Regions from separate parts of the Mus musculus genome. Here regions 2, 3 and 4 are each linked to region 1. The links are chromatin contacts, called in public promoter capture Hi-C maps. All regions are on one chromosome and are shown on one strand. Each heading gives the region's core, a stretch centred on a gene start, on an enhancer-like site or on the middle of the called end of the contact. The rest is flanking DNA. Distances are from core to core; before and after follow the strand shown.

Region 1 (3,364 bases), core at 503-3,002:
TACTAGATTTTTTTTTAACTTACAAACAGCTGCTGGCTCTTTGAAACACAGAGCGTGCTTGTGTACGGAGCATCTGTAGACAATAACTTGCCATTTCATGCAAAAGTATCATCCCCATGCATCTAGAATCTGGCTATAGTCTTCATTTAAAGTAAGCATCAAAGTATATGTTTTTAAAGCCAAGTCAAATATTTCAGCAACTCCCCTTGGCCTCCGAAGCTCACGGGTCTCACATAGGAGAAATTAATTATGTTAGTTAAAGTGTCCCATTTGTGATGTCATAAAGTGTCCCCATTTATGACGTCATAAAGATCCAGCTGCTTAATGTCAGCCGCCTAATATGTTTAGGGAAAAGGGGGGGGCGATGCAACGCTGCCCTCTAAAGATGCCTTCACATTTTATTTCCCCATGAAAATTTGACGGAAACCATCAACGTGTCAATTGTTGTCATAGTAACCTACAGGCAAGTATCTGTTGAATTAACCAGAGACCTTCTATCCCTCAGATCTGAGGAAACTCAATGGTTCAAACACAGGAACTATTCCTGCCGTGGCCTGAAGTTCACTCTCGGAGCAGATTTGCTTTCCCGGAGGCAAAACCAAACAAGTTTCAAGTTTCCATCCTAAAATCACACCTAAATATTTAGGGGATGAAAGGCGTTGCTTTTCCGTATGCATGAAGTCATCAGAGGAAACATTAGAGTGAAGGAAAGACGTGTGTTGTTTCATTTGGTACTACTGACCAATCGTCGAATTCATTGACTCCCTCCACACTTAGGTGTATACTAACCAAAGAGGCTACCTGTGGGGACTCTGTTAGACCTACGACAATTGCGTTTCTAAAGCTTCATCCATCTGTTTATTTACTTAGCAAAAGGTTTTGCTCCTAATAAATCATTTCGCAGACTGTGTTTATCAAGGTCAGAGTTTTCCACTTCCTCTTGAGGCGAGTGGGGGCATCTTTATAATTACATTTTAATGCTTTTATGGCCTTCTAAAAAGAAAAAGAAAAAAAAAAAAAAGAAAGAAAGAAAGCAAAGCACAGCTGTCCAAGACAGCAGTGAATCCAGTCTGATGGTGGTGGAGTGAGATCGCTTCTCTCTGGGTCAGACCTCTCCTGAAATCAAGATTTCTCAGTTTCTCTGCTAGGAATTTTCCTTCATCTTATCACAAGGCAACAGCCACACCAAAGAGGTTGTGACTGCGCAAGCCCCCCGGCTGGCTCGCTACCCTGAGATCAACAGGTCCTGCAGCCAGGAGCAAGCCCACAGTGGGCTGCATGTTCTGCAGCTCACAGGCTCCACATAAAGAGCAGATGTCCCCTAATTCGGAAGGACGCCTTAGGCGCAGGACGCGCTGTCAAGCCTGGTGGCTGGCGTTCACATCTCTCAGGAGAACCCCAAAGTCGCCCTTAGGGAGGGACCCGGAGACCACCGGGACTCACCCAGGGGCTGAGCCCTCAGGGGCTCGTACCCTGTCCTCAGGGAGCCACCTGGACACGTGCGTGTCACTCACCTGTTCACTGTCCAGGCCGGGGAGACAGCCGCGGTCCTCTCCAAGTTCGCAATCCGCCCGCGGAGACTAGGAAGCTCTCCCACCCTGACCCACGCGGGCTACAGGAGGCGTTTGAGAGTTGGGGGGCCGCGATTGCGGTTGGGAGTCGCTGGGGCTGCAAGTGCGGTGCCCGGACGGGGTCTCTTCCCTCGCGCTCGCTCAGACTAGCAGCGCAGAGACTGCGGCAGGACGCGAGCTCCGGCCAGCCGCCGCTGCGCTCCGCCACCAAGATGCTGCAGTGAGGTGCCCGGGCGCCCCCTGCTGGACCAGTCTGCGAGCCGAGCGCCTCACAACCCAGCCTAGCTCAGCGCCAGGCCTGCAGGCTTCAGCTAAGTCCTTTCTTGATTAAAAAGCATCACTTACGCAGTGTTCTCTACGCCTTTTTTCAAAGGATCTTGCTAATACGCCCTGGGAATGTGTTCAGTTATCTTCATGATATTCGAGAGGAAGCAGAGGATTTTTAAAAAAGATAGAAATAAACGGGTCCAAGACTAGTAAATGGCTGGGAGAAAATCCGGAAAGGATCGGAAACAAATATACTTCCAAAGATATAAACACCAAATTTAACCGAAATTCATATTTGTATATATGAGAAAGTCCCCGGTGTGCTCTGTTCCCTCTGGAAGACCAGCATTTATAAGATTTGCTTTGGCGTCAAACCCCATCCCGTTCAAACCTCAACAAAGATAATTAACATGCATGCTATGCTAAGCTAAGCAAGACCTGCTTACATCCCCCATCTCCTTTGATATTCACCTCCCTGGAGGTAAGCATGGCTATTGTAATTGCTGGTCTTTCGGAGGGAAAGGAGAGCTTCTGAGAGGTTAAAGGATTCCCAAAGACGATGGTGGGCATGAACAAAGCAACAGGAAATGTCTATGCCTTTCTCCTTTTTCATTCCAAAGCTGGGTTTTCTTACCAGGGTATCTGGTGACTCACTGAAAGCGAGGCTAGGCAACAGGAGCAGGCAGGGGCCCAGGGCGATAGGAATAATCAGTGGAGCCACTCTGGTGGAAGAAAGTCTCTGCCCCGTGGAGGCAGAGACTTGGCAGGCAGGGTGGATGAAGAGGTTGGACTTGTGATAGCCTCAGCATGTGTCCTGATAACTCACTGAGAAACCTTTAACACACCACATCCAGCGTGAATTTCCAGATCCCCCCTCCCCGACTTCCTGGGGACCCCAGATCTGACCTACAGTGACACTCCCTCCCACATGCCCCAGCACCCTGCCAGTATTGGGCTTGCTTTGCATTCTCTCAAGTTTCTCCTTGTTCTGCTAACCCTTGACATTCCAGGGGCTGGAAGAGTGGGGGAAGAGTACTGTGTGTGCACCCATGCTCTCCCCCTGTTGCAGGGCCTGCTGCACAATGATCAAACGGATGCAACAAGACCATTTGAGACATGATACATCTAAATTGTTTATCCACTGAACTTGGAAGAGCTATTTAGTGTGGACTTGAAGACATGGGTCCCGTCCTTGAGAAACAGCGATTTCAGCATCTCGGAATACAAACGGTCTTAGAGCCTACAGTAAGAAGACAAATTATATTTGTAGACAATGCAAAATTCTATAAAATTCAAATTGTGTGGAATTTTATAGCATTAATATCGTCAAGTTTCAACCTACCTTCTTTTCCTGTCATGCTTTGTAGAGCAGTACTTGATAAAAATGTCTATAAAGATGATACATTTTAAATATATGATATTTGCAGTATCTATGATTTATGTCTAGGATAAAAATTAGAATATATATATAATGTATATACAATATATATGTATATACTTTTACAATGACTTAAGTCTGAGTTTCT
Region 2 (3,323 bases), core at 676-3,175, 580 kb after region 1:
AGGCCACACGAGATAGCTACATATTAGGTAGGATTGCTTGGTCATTGTGACTAGGTTAATTCTATAGGTTTCTCCATTGAGACATGAATATTTTGGCTATGCGTGATGTTGGCGTTCTTGGTGATCTAGATGGTTTCAGATAAGCTCCAGGTTTTTAGTGCTTGCTCCAAGTTTTGCAAGGTTAAGTGAAAATAACAGTGGCATTATGAATATGGCCTAGACATACATCCAAAATATTTAGAAGTAGCTGTGTGTGGACCAGACTAGATGGCAGCTCAGTAGGGAAATAAGCAGGTTTCTATCTAGCAGAGTAATTGTGTATCTGACACCACATTAATAACTTACATTTATCATGGCCTCAGGTATTTACAAACTACAACTTTGCATACAAACCTATTTTGATCACCCAGTTTTGCAGTAAGTAGACTTATGTCCTAGAACCTTCTAGTCACTAAGAATTGAATTACAAATAGTTTGAGCTCATTAGAGACCTGTTTACCAGATTGCTGCTTAATTCTCAAAATTTGAGTCTCTGGGTATATGTACATCTCTGGCAGGACTTTCCTGAGATGAAAGAACTAGAGCAATTGATTCACTAGAGAAACTTGTAGTTCAGACAAACTTGTAGCTCAGCAGAGATGGTCCATGTGAGTACAGATACAGTGGCTCACCCCCTAGACTGTGAACCTGGAGTAATTCAGAGAAACCAGGCTGAGAAAAATCATCACTGAATCTCAACTTTAGAAAGCAAAGAAATTGTCGCGATCCTTTCTTACAGATAAGGAAAATGAAGTTCACAAAGGCCAGTAGTGTGTCCTAGGTTACATGCTCAATTATTCACAGAACTAAGGCCAGTAGTGTGTCCTAGGTTACATACTCAATTATTCACAGAACTAAGTTAAAAAAATTCTTTTCAGGCCTGAAGAGGGAACTGAGCAGTTGAGAGTGCTTGCGCTTCTTAACACTTAAGTATGGTTCCCAGCTCCTGACTAACTCTTGGTCCAGAGTGGCCTGGCCTGGCCTTTGCACATACCTGAACACATGTGCTATGCACACATATGTGTGTAGACACAAAAATGAAAATACTATATTTTCTAAATGAAAGAAGCTGGACCTTTTATTGAATGTAGCATCTGCCTGTAATCCCAGCAATGGGGATCTGGGGTCTGGGGCAGGAGATTCAACACAGCAACCTCTTGTCCAACCGTGATTACAAAGCAAACTGTCTTAAAAACAAAACGAAAGGGCTGGAGAGATGCTCAGCGGTAAGAGCACTGACTGCTCTTCCAGAAATCCTACGTTCAATTCTCAGCAACCACATGGTGGCTCACAACCATCTGTAATGGCGATCTAATGCCCTCTTTTGGTGTGTCTGAAGACAGCTACAGTGTACTCATATACATAAAATAAATCTTAAAAAAAAAAAAAACAAAAATAAGAAACCGAGTCTTCCTAAGCTTATGTCCTAGCTGCTCTTTCACTGAGTCCAGACTAGAAATTACAGCGCGTTCTAGCTCCTAGACTACCTTGGCTGTCCCCTGAGGGCTCTGGAACACTACCCACAATTCGGGTCCAAGACTACATTGCTCCGCTCATGCAAGAAAGAATCCAGTCCTGCCACTCACATGATCCTACAGCTAAAGTTCCTAAGTCTGATTCTGTCTAGTTCAATTGGCCATGTAAGCATTTAAAAATGGTCTGGGAGACTTCTGGAGCTGGGGAATGCTCAAGTCACAGGCCTGACCTGGAAAGACAGGGAACAGGTAGGGTGATGACCTGGCTGGGCTCCAAGCCCAGGAGCTGGAGAAAAGTTTAAGTGGTACAGGACCGAAGAGGCGTGGCTTTGGTAGGGCGTTGCAAAAGGGGCGTGGCTCTGGGCGGGGACTTGACAGGAAGGAGGAAGGCCAGGCCCGTGTGGCGACCTGGAGCAAGGGTTGGCTTTCAGCGGTGGCCACAATGGCTGCTCACTGCCGGGGCACAGAGCTCGGTAAGGGCCAGCGGGTTGCGCTCCCCTTCGCCAGGTTGGGGGTGGGGGTGCCCAGGGCGATCCCCGGAGGGCGGAGACCTGAACTGAGGCAGAACTCGGGGACAGCCCTGTCGCCAGGCTCTATGCAGTCTTAACCCTTTAAGCGGAAGCAAGGAAGGGTTAATTAGATCTTTGCACTATGTAGCTCTGTGGTCGCAGTAAACCAACCCGAGTGAAAAGCCTGCCGGGTACTTGTGTGCCATTCATTTACTGCCGGACTCACGTAGCCATTCCCAAAGTTGGCTGTGCTGGTGGTCATCGCCGTCTGCTAAAAATGATTTTAAATGCTTAGACAAAATGTTCTTTTTAAAACTATTTTTCACCTTATTGATACTAGTTCAGATATTTCTGGGAAAAAAAATTAAAAGTCTGTAATTCAAACGTAGCAAAAACGTGACTGAGCCAAATGTCAATGACTTAACTTTGCATAATAGATTGTTTGCTTTGTATCCTGGACCCTCTTAGGTGTGTGATTTTGGGTAAATTACTCACTCTGTGCTTATATACCGGCATCTGTAAAGTAGTTATTTATTAGGAAGCTACTTCTGTCTGAAGGTGGTTTGGATAGTGTGAGGAGGGGATACTTGGAGCCGCTGGTATATTTCTCTGCACTTAGTGTTGAATAAGCAACGATAATGAGCGCACTAAGTTCTTTTCATAGGGACTGATTTTGAGTGGCTGTGAGTGATACACAGGGTTACTCTTTTCAGAAGGGACTTGCCAGTCTAGACTTTAGAAGTGTTTAGAATTGCATGCTTGACAGGTAGTCTCTGTACCAGGTTAATGGCACTTTAGTCCCTCTCTCCAACAGAGCCTTACACTTTATCCCTGCAGTGTAAACTTTAGCAGTGACCCTGGAAGATGGACTAAGGGCTGAAGATGAAGCTAGTCTGCATCTTTGTACAAGGTCGAGGATGTAACATAATTCCCCCCCCCCCCCAACAGCTCTTTTAAAGTTTCAAATTTTCCTTTCAGGAGATGCAATTAAGCCAATTTTACTCCCCCCCCCCCCCCCCGCCCCCAGCCCCTAGGTTTCTCTGTGTAGCTCTACACTGTCCTGGAACTCACTCTATAGACCAGGCTGGCCTGGAACTCAGAAATCCACCTGCCTCTGCCTCCCAAGTGCTGGGATTAAAGGCGTACGCCACCACTGTCCGGCCATTTTTACTTTCTTAAAGTGTAAGTCCTGGGCTGGGTGCTATTGCACACACCTGTAACCCCAGCATCAGTTGTGTGTCAGGTTAGCCTGGACTATATAGAAAGAGCTTTCTTAAAAAGCCATCAAAACACTACCTTT
Region 3 (3,215 bases), core at 364-2,863, 520 kb after region 1:
AAACACATTGTACTGTCAGAGAATACAAATGCCACTTTCTTTGCCTTGTCAGTGACATGAATTTTTTTCTAACGTAACTTGGCAAAGTCATTGTATTAGAAGTGGTATTCATTTCTTTTCTTATTCTGTGGCAGATTTCAATTCTCCTTCAAAGATTACATAGACTTCCTATACATTCCTTCACGTATCCAACATTTCTCTTTCCCACACAGACTGGATAGCCTTGTAACATCCTGACCTGGTGAGAAAGTGACTGTTTTAGTTTTTTAAATCCATGGTGCCATCTTCTAACTAAAATTCAGAGATAGTTATTTACATAAAAATTATGCACATATTCATGTATCTCCTTCAGCCATGTGTCCTGTGCAGGTCACTCGCATCCTGACATATTTAGAAATCAGCTGCCTCAACATAGCAACTGTCTCCTGCATGCCAACATCCTCCCAACATCTCTTCTTTCCTTCTGTCCTTAGTTATAGTCCACACTATCAGGAACTGTCGTGGTGGGTTACTGTGCTCCACATTATTAACGAGAGCGTGAGGACAAGCTGGTTCCCTGTAATGAGCACCACTGGAATCCAGAGAACAGTAAGGGATGTCTATCACTATATCACATCATCTTATTTGGAGATGGAGAAAGAGCCTTCCGGGATCCCCATGTTAGAGCATCTTGTCTAAGAATCCTTACTTCTGTTCTTGGGCACTCATTCCGATACAGTGGTTCAATCCCGAGGGAGAACAAGTGGTGTTGGCTCTTTACATACCTTCCTATGAGTAGATCTCAGAATCTTTATCTTTCCTTCTTCTGAACAGCTCACAAAGCAAAATCTCTAGGCGTAGCTACGCTGTAAAGAGCAAGCCCGGTGTGGCCATGCAAGCCTGCAATCCCAGTGTTCAGCAGGGGGGCATGAGAAAATTGCTGCAAGGTCTGGACCAGCCTGGACTACATAGACAGCATCAGTCCAGCCAGAGCTACAAGGAAAAGAAGAAAAGAAGAGGAAAAAAAAAACAAAACAAAAATGAGCTAAGACTAGAAACAAAGAGATGAAAAAGACAGACCATTGTCATCTCCTGCAATGGAGACCATGTGAGAGCTGACAGACCCAGAGTCAGGAAGCCCTCTTCAGGGAGACCCTGATTTGTATTGGCCCAGACAAAACTAGGTTCTTGGCTTTTCCTGAGGCACAAGTATCCCTGAATCGGATGTTCATACTTTGAAGAAACTGCTTGGTAATTTACTGAGAGACTCAGTTCAGCCTTTGGGATGCAGGCAAAGTCTCACTGATGTGTGAGAACAAAGATGATGCTGGTAACAACAGAAGGGGTAGCAACAGTGGGCACAAAGGCAGATCATGAAGGCTAACAGCAACAGGGTCCCAGATGGAGTAAAGCAGCCTGCTACCAAGTCCCTGGACTGGGACAGGCCAGCTACTACAGGACCCTAGGAGGGACCATGTATTGTCATGCTGGTCTTAAGGAAAACATGAGGCTCTTGCAGTTTCTCCTAGGCTGGTTGTTAGGGGTTTTGTTTGCAGTATGCAACCTTGGAGAGATGAGGTAATGCCTTCCCCTGGAGCAGGACCAGCCTCATCCCATGGCCTCTGAAAGGGACAAATTCTTCAATCCCAGAGTTCCTCCTCCAGAGGCATGTCTGTCCACCTCTCCTCCCTGTGTCAGCCCCAGACAACCTGAGGTTTGTAGAAAACTGGCAGAAAAACACAGGAAACTCATGCTGCCTGCTGTCTGACAGCAGCGAGACTCAAGCCCTGTGTGCCTTGCCAGAATCTATGACTCAGTAACGGGGACACTCTTCCCTAAAACTAGAGAACAGTCCCAAGCCACTTAGAGTCTCTGGCAGCTCTACCCTCAGGACCCAGAGCAGTGCTAATCAAAGCAGGGCCTTTCCATGTGCTGAACAAGCCTTTGACTTTCCAAAACATATGTGAGGGCAGAGTGGATAGATCTCTCAGCTTGGGTAAAGACAGCACTTGCTTTGCAAACAGGAGGGCCCACATTCAATATCCAAAATGCTCTTTCACACACATGCACACACACACACACACACACACACACACACACACACACACTTCCCATTTGTCTTAGTTTACTGTTAACTTCATCTATGAATACTACATTGGTCAACACAGACTTCTGAAGTCATGAGGCAGATTGTTAACTACTGAACAAAAGCTTGTGCTAGGTGTCCACAGGTGAAGAAAAACAGAATGAATGGGACTTTTACCAAATTTCTCTTATAATAATAATGAGAATTCATCAAATCATCTCCATCTAAGAGAAAATGTAAGAAAAGTCTCAGGCTGATGAAATGTAAGACAGCTACCAGGCTAAGGGTGCTGGCACACGTCTCTAATGGAAGTGCTTGGAAGGCAGAAGCAGGGGGATCCAGCATTCAAGGCCGGCCATGGTTTAATAGCTAATTTGAGGGCAGTCTGAAGTATATGAGACTGTCTCAGAAACAAAAAAACAAACAAAAAAACAAAAAAACAAAATCAAGAGCTCACAGGGATGGCTCAGGCACCCTTCCTCAGCGCCAGCGAGAGGGTGTCGAGTCTCTGGAACTGCTTCCCTGTGCTTTCCTCAACATGCTGACGTCCTGTTTGCATGTGGGTTCCACACCTTTCTCAATGCAGACTAATTTATGGGAAAGCAACCTGTTTGTTTCTTTTTTTTTCCTGGTAAGAAGCTGTAAATTTGTCTTACTTGAAACAGGGACCTTCCTCTTCTTTTCAAAGCCTATGAAGTTGCAGTGCTCAAGAGCAACAGAGGCAGGCCTGGAGCGGGGGCAGGGGAGATCCTGATGTCTGATCTCAAACTTTGAACTTGGTGATGTCTTGCACTGACCTGCCTAAATGATCTTCTGTAGATGCCAGACTATTTGTGTTTAAGGTGGAGAGAACTTCGTTATCACAAGAGTACAGAGGCCCCGTAGACAACTTCTTTCTCTAAACAATTCGCTCACATAGGAATCCCAGGTCTTGGGATTTAGATTGGTGGGGCCATACAATCTCTTCTTTATAAGTGAATGTCAGCAAAAGCCTTTAAGTTATTCAGTCCACTCCATTTGGCTGATTTCTTTTCCTCAGAAGAAGAAGAACTGTTGAGATGTGTGAACAGCTGAATAACAATTTATGATGTAATGAAGTGTAGACAAGTGCCCTCTGTCACATGTGTCCTCTGTCACTCTGCCACACATG
Region 4 (3,320 bases), core at 174-2,673, 970 kb after region 1:
TTGTAAAAGTGTGCCCTTGTTTTCCCACTGGCTTTCCGAAGATAAGAGTTAAGAATTTTTGTGCACCTTTCTGTGTAATCTTGCCTTCAGGATTTGTGCTGTCTTCCTTGGTGTAAATGAAGAGCTCTTTAAGTCCTTGCAGTACTAACCGCTCTCAAGGAAATTCAGAAAGCTCTGCTCCACTGCACTCAGTGTTCTGGTGTGGCCCCAGAGAGGAACTGAACAATGTTTTCAACTGAAATGAAAAGGTCGACCAAACACTCTTTTCAGATGTTCTACCAATCATGCCTTTAAAGAAACCATCTTCAGGACTGACTGACTTCAGCTTGGGTCAGCACATTGCTTCTTAATTCCTTTTAGTTTTTGGAAGGGATATAAAATAGAACTGTCTACTGAATCTTGAAAGTCAGAATCAGAGTGGGTCCTGGTGAGAAAAATCTTAGCCCTTGGGGGCTGAGGCAGGAATGGTCATAAGTTTGTGTACAGACTAGTGTGTACCACGCGTTCCAGACAGGGCTAAGTAACAAAATCCTCTCTAAAACGACAAATAAAACCAAACCAAAGAGGCACCCAGCTAAAACTCAGAAAATTAAGTGGTTCATACTGAAGAAGGAGGAGGAAGAAGACGAAGAGGAGGAAAATGAAGAAATAAAAAAGAGAATAATCGTGTAAAAGAAAGGAAGGAATAGAAAGAAAGGAAGAAAGAAAGAGAGAGAGAGAGGGAAGGAGGACAGGAGGGAGGAGGACAGAAGGGAGGGAGGGAGGGAGGGAGGGAAGAAAAGAAAAGAAAGGAAAAGAAAAGAAAAGAAAAGAAAAGAAAAGAAAAGGAAAGAAAAGAAAAGAAAAGAGAAAGACTGATTGATTCTCAGAGCAATGTGGGGCACAGGTGTAAACTGGTAAAGTTCCCGAGTGAAATGTTGCAGATGGGAACTTATCAACCTTAGAGCTCTCAGAGCTGGAGCTTGGCCATTACTGTGGGGCTCTGTGATGTGCAATAGCTTTGATGTTGCCCTAACGACCCTGCCCCCTTGCAACACTTTCCTAAGTCACTGTGAAACAAGTTAGTTGCCTAACAGACTCATAATTTCGCAGGTTTCACTTTGCACCCTGAAGGTATTCACAGCAATAGAGCCCCTCCCCCGAGATTTACATTTCCTTAAAACATTTTCTTTTTAGGTTTTCCAAATTCAACACTAAGGTCTTTTTGTTTCCAGCGACATAAAAGTTAGCAACCCCTTCCTTGCTTCCCTTCTTCCGGAGCCGGAACAGAACTGCCAAGATCCTTAGCAGAGAAAGACCCTCACCAGCCACAGCAGTTTCGGGGCGATTCAGGGGTGGGATTTGGCAAGCTCCGAAGGCGGGGCTTGGCACGGTCAGGAGGCGGGGTGATTAATAGAAAAATAGCCTGAAAAAGGGCGGTGCCAGCGCGGGTCCTGTTGGTGAAAAGTCCCAGAAGTGCACAGGCTCGGCAGGACAACTTGCAGCCCTTCTCCCTGGATTCAGGTGGGTGCTGCGCACGGCCACGGTGCTGCTCCCAGGCTAGGAGTGGGTGGGTGCAAGGGGCCGGTGGGTGGCAGGTGTAAGGCTAGAGAGTGGCTGTGCCTGTTTGAAAAGCCTTTGTTCCCTTTAGTTGTTTAAATGACCACCCCCCGCCCCCATTTTTGTGGCCCGCTCTAAATGAGAATTGTGCTTTTCTGTTCCTGCATTAAGTTTTCCTTTCTCAAACTCCAAGAAGAAACTTGGGAGCACGAGTCTTTTCATGTTTAAGAGATGGTTTTCTTATTTCTTATTTTCAAGCCCAAGTAGCATTCCCTTTGAAAGGGTCTCTTGATCTTGAGGGGAGGGGAAAAAAAATACATGCAAGTTGTAACAAGATGAGAAGTCACTGCGGTTTCAGCAACTTCTGTCCTTTCCCAGGGAGTAAAACCCTACAGTGTCCCGGGTGACTTGGACATGCAGGCCTTTCAACTTGTTGAAAAGTTGTTTGCTTTTCTAGATTCTCCTGTGGTAGGCAAGAGAAATCTCTACAAGTCTTTACACTGGTACTTTTGATATCATATGACTTACAGACTTAGCAGAGCAGCAGAGCGTGCTCTGTTGTGACTGTAGCCTGATGACCAAAGACCTGAGGGCGCAGCCCTTGGGCAGCTACTCCCCAGAGCCGCCCTCCCCTGTGGCCACTGTAGTCTGGCCCCACTGAGGCTGTAGGGAAGGTGCCTGGGACTCTGATCATGTGTGTATTTCTGTTCTTCCTCTGTTGCAGCCCTCTTTTCTGTCCTCACAACAAATGTGTTTGCTGCTTTCGATCCATTGAAAATTGAAGAGTCATGGCCTTGTGGCTGTGTGCCCAGATTTTCCAAGTTTCACAATACTGATGCAGATAGGGCAAACAGTTTTGAGAAGAAAAGAACTTTGCTTTTTCTTGGCTGAGGGCCCATGAGGAGAAAGAGGAGTATTTCTCAACTGCAGATAGCACTGGGGCAAAATATGACAACAGGAGTTACAGGAGAAGCTTCCAGGAAATGAGAAAACAGCACCCCACAATTCCTAGAATGGAATTGTGAGTCCAGGAACTATACAGGTCGGCGATGACAGGGCTCCAGAGACAGGCAGGTGGGGTCTCCAGTCTCCATTGTACCACCTGGCCTTATTTATACCCTACTCAAGCTTCTTTCCTTCAAAGTAGAAGAAAATGGTTTCTGTGTCGGAGTCTTTCATCCCAAGCTGTTTTCAGTCAACTGGTGGGCATCCCTTTGCTCTCTCCTGACAGGCATCCTGGGTAGGTGAAGAGACCCTTGTGTGATGGTGATTGTCCCGGGAGAGGGAGGGCCTAGGGCTTAGAGGGTGGACTAGCAGGCCAGGCACTGAGCTACAAACACTTTGGAAAACAGAACCCCACTGTTTTAGGATCTTGAGAGAAAGGTTTAGCCATCAGAACCTGAGACTTGACACTTGGCCACTTTTGTTATCCGCAGCTTCCGGCTGCGATGAGGTCATAGCAAACTGTAGGTAGTACCCTCTACTGCTGCATCTTCTACAGGCCTCAAGTTCTGGTCCCCTTAGGGTTGAGGGTAAGAGGCTCATCAGCCTTGGCAGGGTTGATGTTCTAGCTCCTGGGCTTGGAGTAGGGAGTCTAGACATTGAGCAACTCTGGAGTTTCTGAGTTCAGCATCGGAGTTTCTACCTTTGGCTCTTATTGTCTTTCTCACCTCTATTTTACCTCCTTTCTGCCCCAGTTGCCCCTAGCACCCCTCCGCTGTCCTTCCATGGCTTTTGTCCTGCTGCCTTGGGACTCAGTGTTCTTCCTTGGCTTCTCAGGC

The links. Promoter capture Hi-C pulls out the DNA fragments that hold promoters and counts their contacts. Capture Hi-C pulls out chosen DNA fragments and counts their contacts.
Region 2: a promoter capture Hi-C map of neural stem cells shows a contact between it and region 1. The contact joins the promoter of Dera here to the promoter of Rerg in region 1. A contact is called at or near these places in 3 of 39 promoter capture datasets (cranial neural crest, embryonic stem cells and neural stem cells) and 2 of 115 datasets of contacts at active chromatin or transcription factors (embryonic stem cells and stem cell-derived neural progenitor cells).
Region 3: a promoter capture Hi-C map of embryonic stem cells shows a contact between it and region 1, with 2.7 times the contacts expected there. The contact joins the enhancer-like site here to the promoter of Rerg in region 1. A contact is called at or near these places in 6 of 39 promoter capture datasets (the 3T3-L1 cell line, cranial neural crest, embryonic stem cells and 2 more), 2 of 115 datasets of contacts at active chromatin or transcription factors (both in embryonic stem cells) and 1 of 9 other capture datasets (embryonic stem cells).
Region 4: a promoter capture Hi-C map of adipose tissue shows a contact between it and region 1, with 3 times the contacts expected there. The contact joins the promoter of Mgst1 here to the promoter of Rerg in region 1. A contact is called at or near these places in 1 of 39 promoter capture datasets (the 3T3-L1 cell line), 1 of 115 datasets of contacts at active chromatin or transcription factors (embryonic stem cells) and 1 of 9 other capture datasets (adipose tissue).

What each region holds. Positions count from the first base shown.
Region 1 is chr6:137,167,966-137,171,329 of GRCm38.p6, forward strand. Rerg (RAS-like, estrogen-regulated, growth-inhibitor) reads right to left here and starts at 1,753. Exons shown (of 5, transcript NM_001164212.1): 1 at 1,515-1,753.
Region 2 is chr6:137,752,652-137,755,974 of GRCm38.p6, forward strand. It overlaps Dera (deoxyribose-phosphate aldolase (putative)), which reads left to right and starts at 1,926. Exons shown (of 9, transcript NM_172733.1): 1 at 1,926-1,987. The coding sequence starts at 1,957.
Region 3 is chr6:137,689,153-137,692,367 of GRCm38.p6, forward strand. No RefSeq gene overlaps it. Among named protein-coding and RNA genes, the nearest start is that of Gm38915, 12 kb to the right of the region's middle. Within about 2 kb of position 1,614, at least 52 of the 459 cell types and tissues checked have an H3K27ac peak or open chromatin away from gene starts, as enhancers often do.
Region 4 is chr6:138,139,104-138,142,423 of GRCm38.p6, forward strand. Mgst1 (microsomal glutathione S-transferase 1) reads left to right here and starts at 1,424. Exons shown (of 4, transcript NM_019946.5): 1 at 1,424-1,503.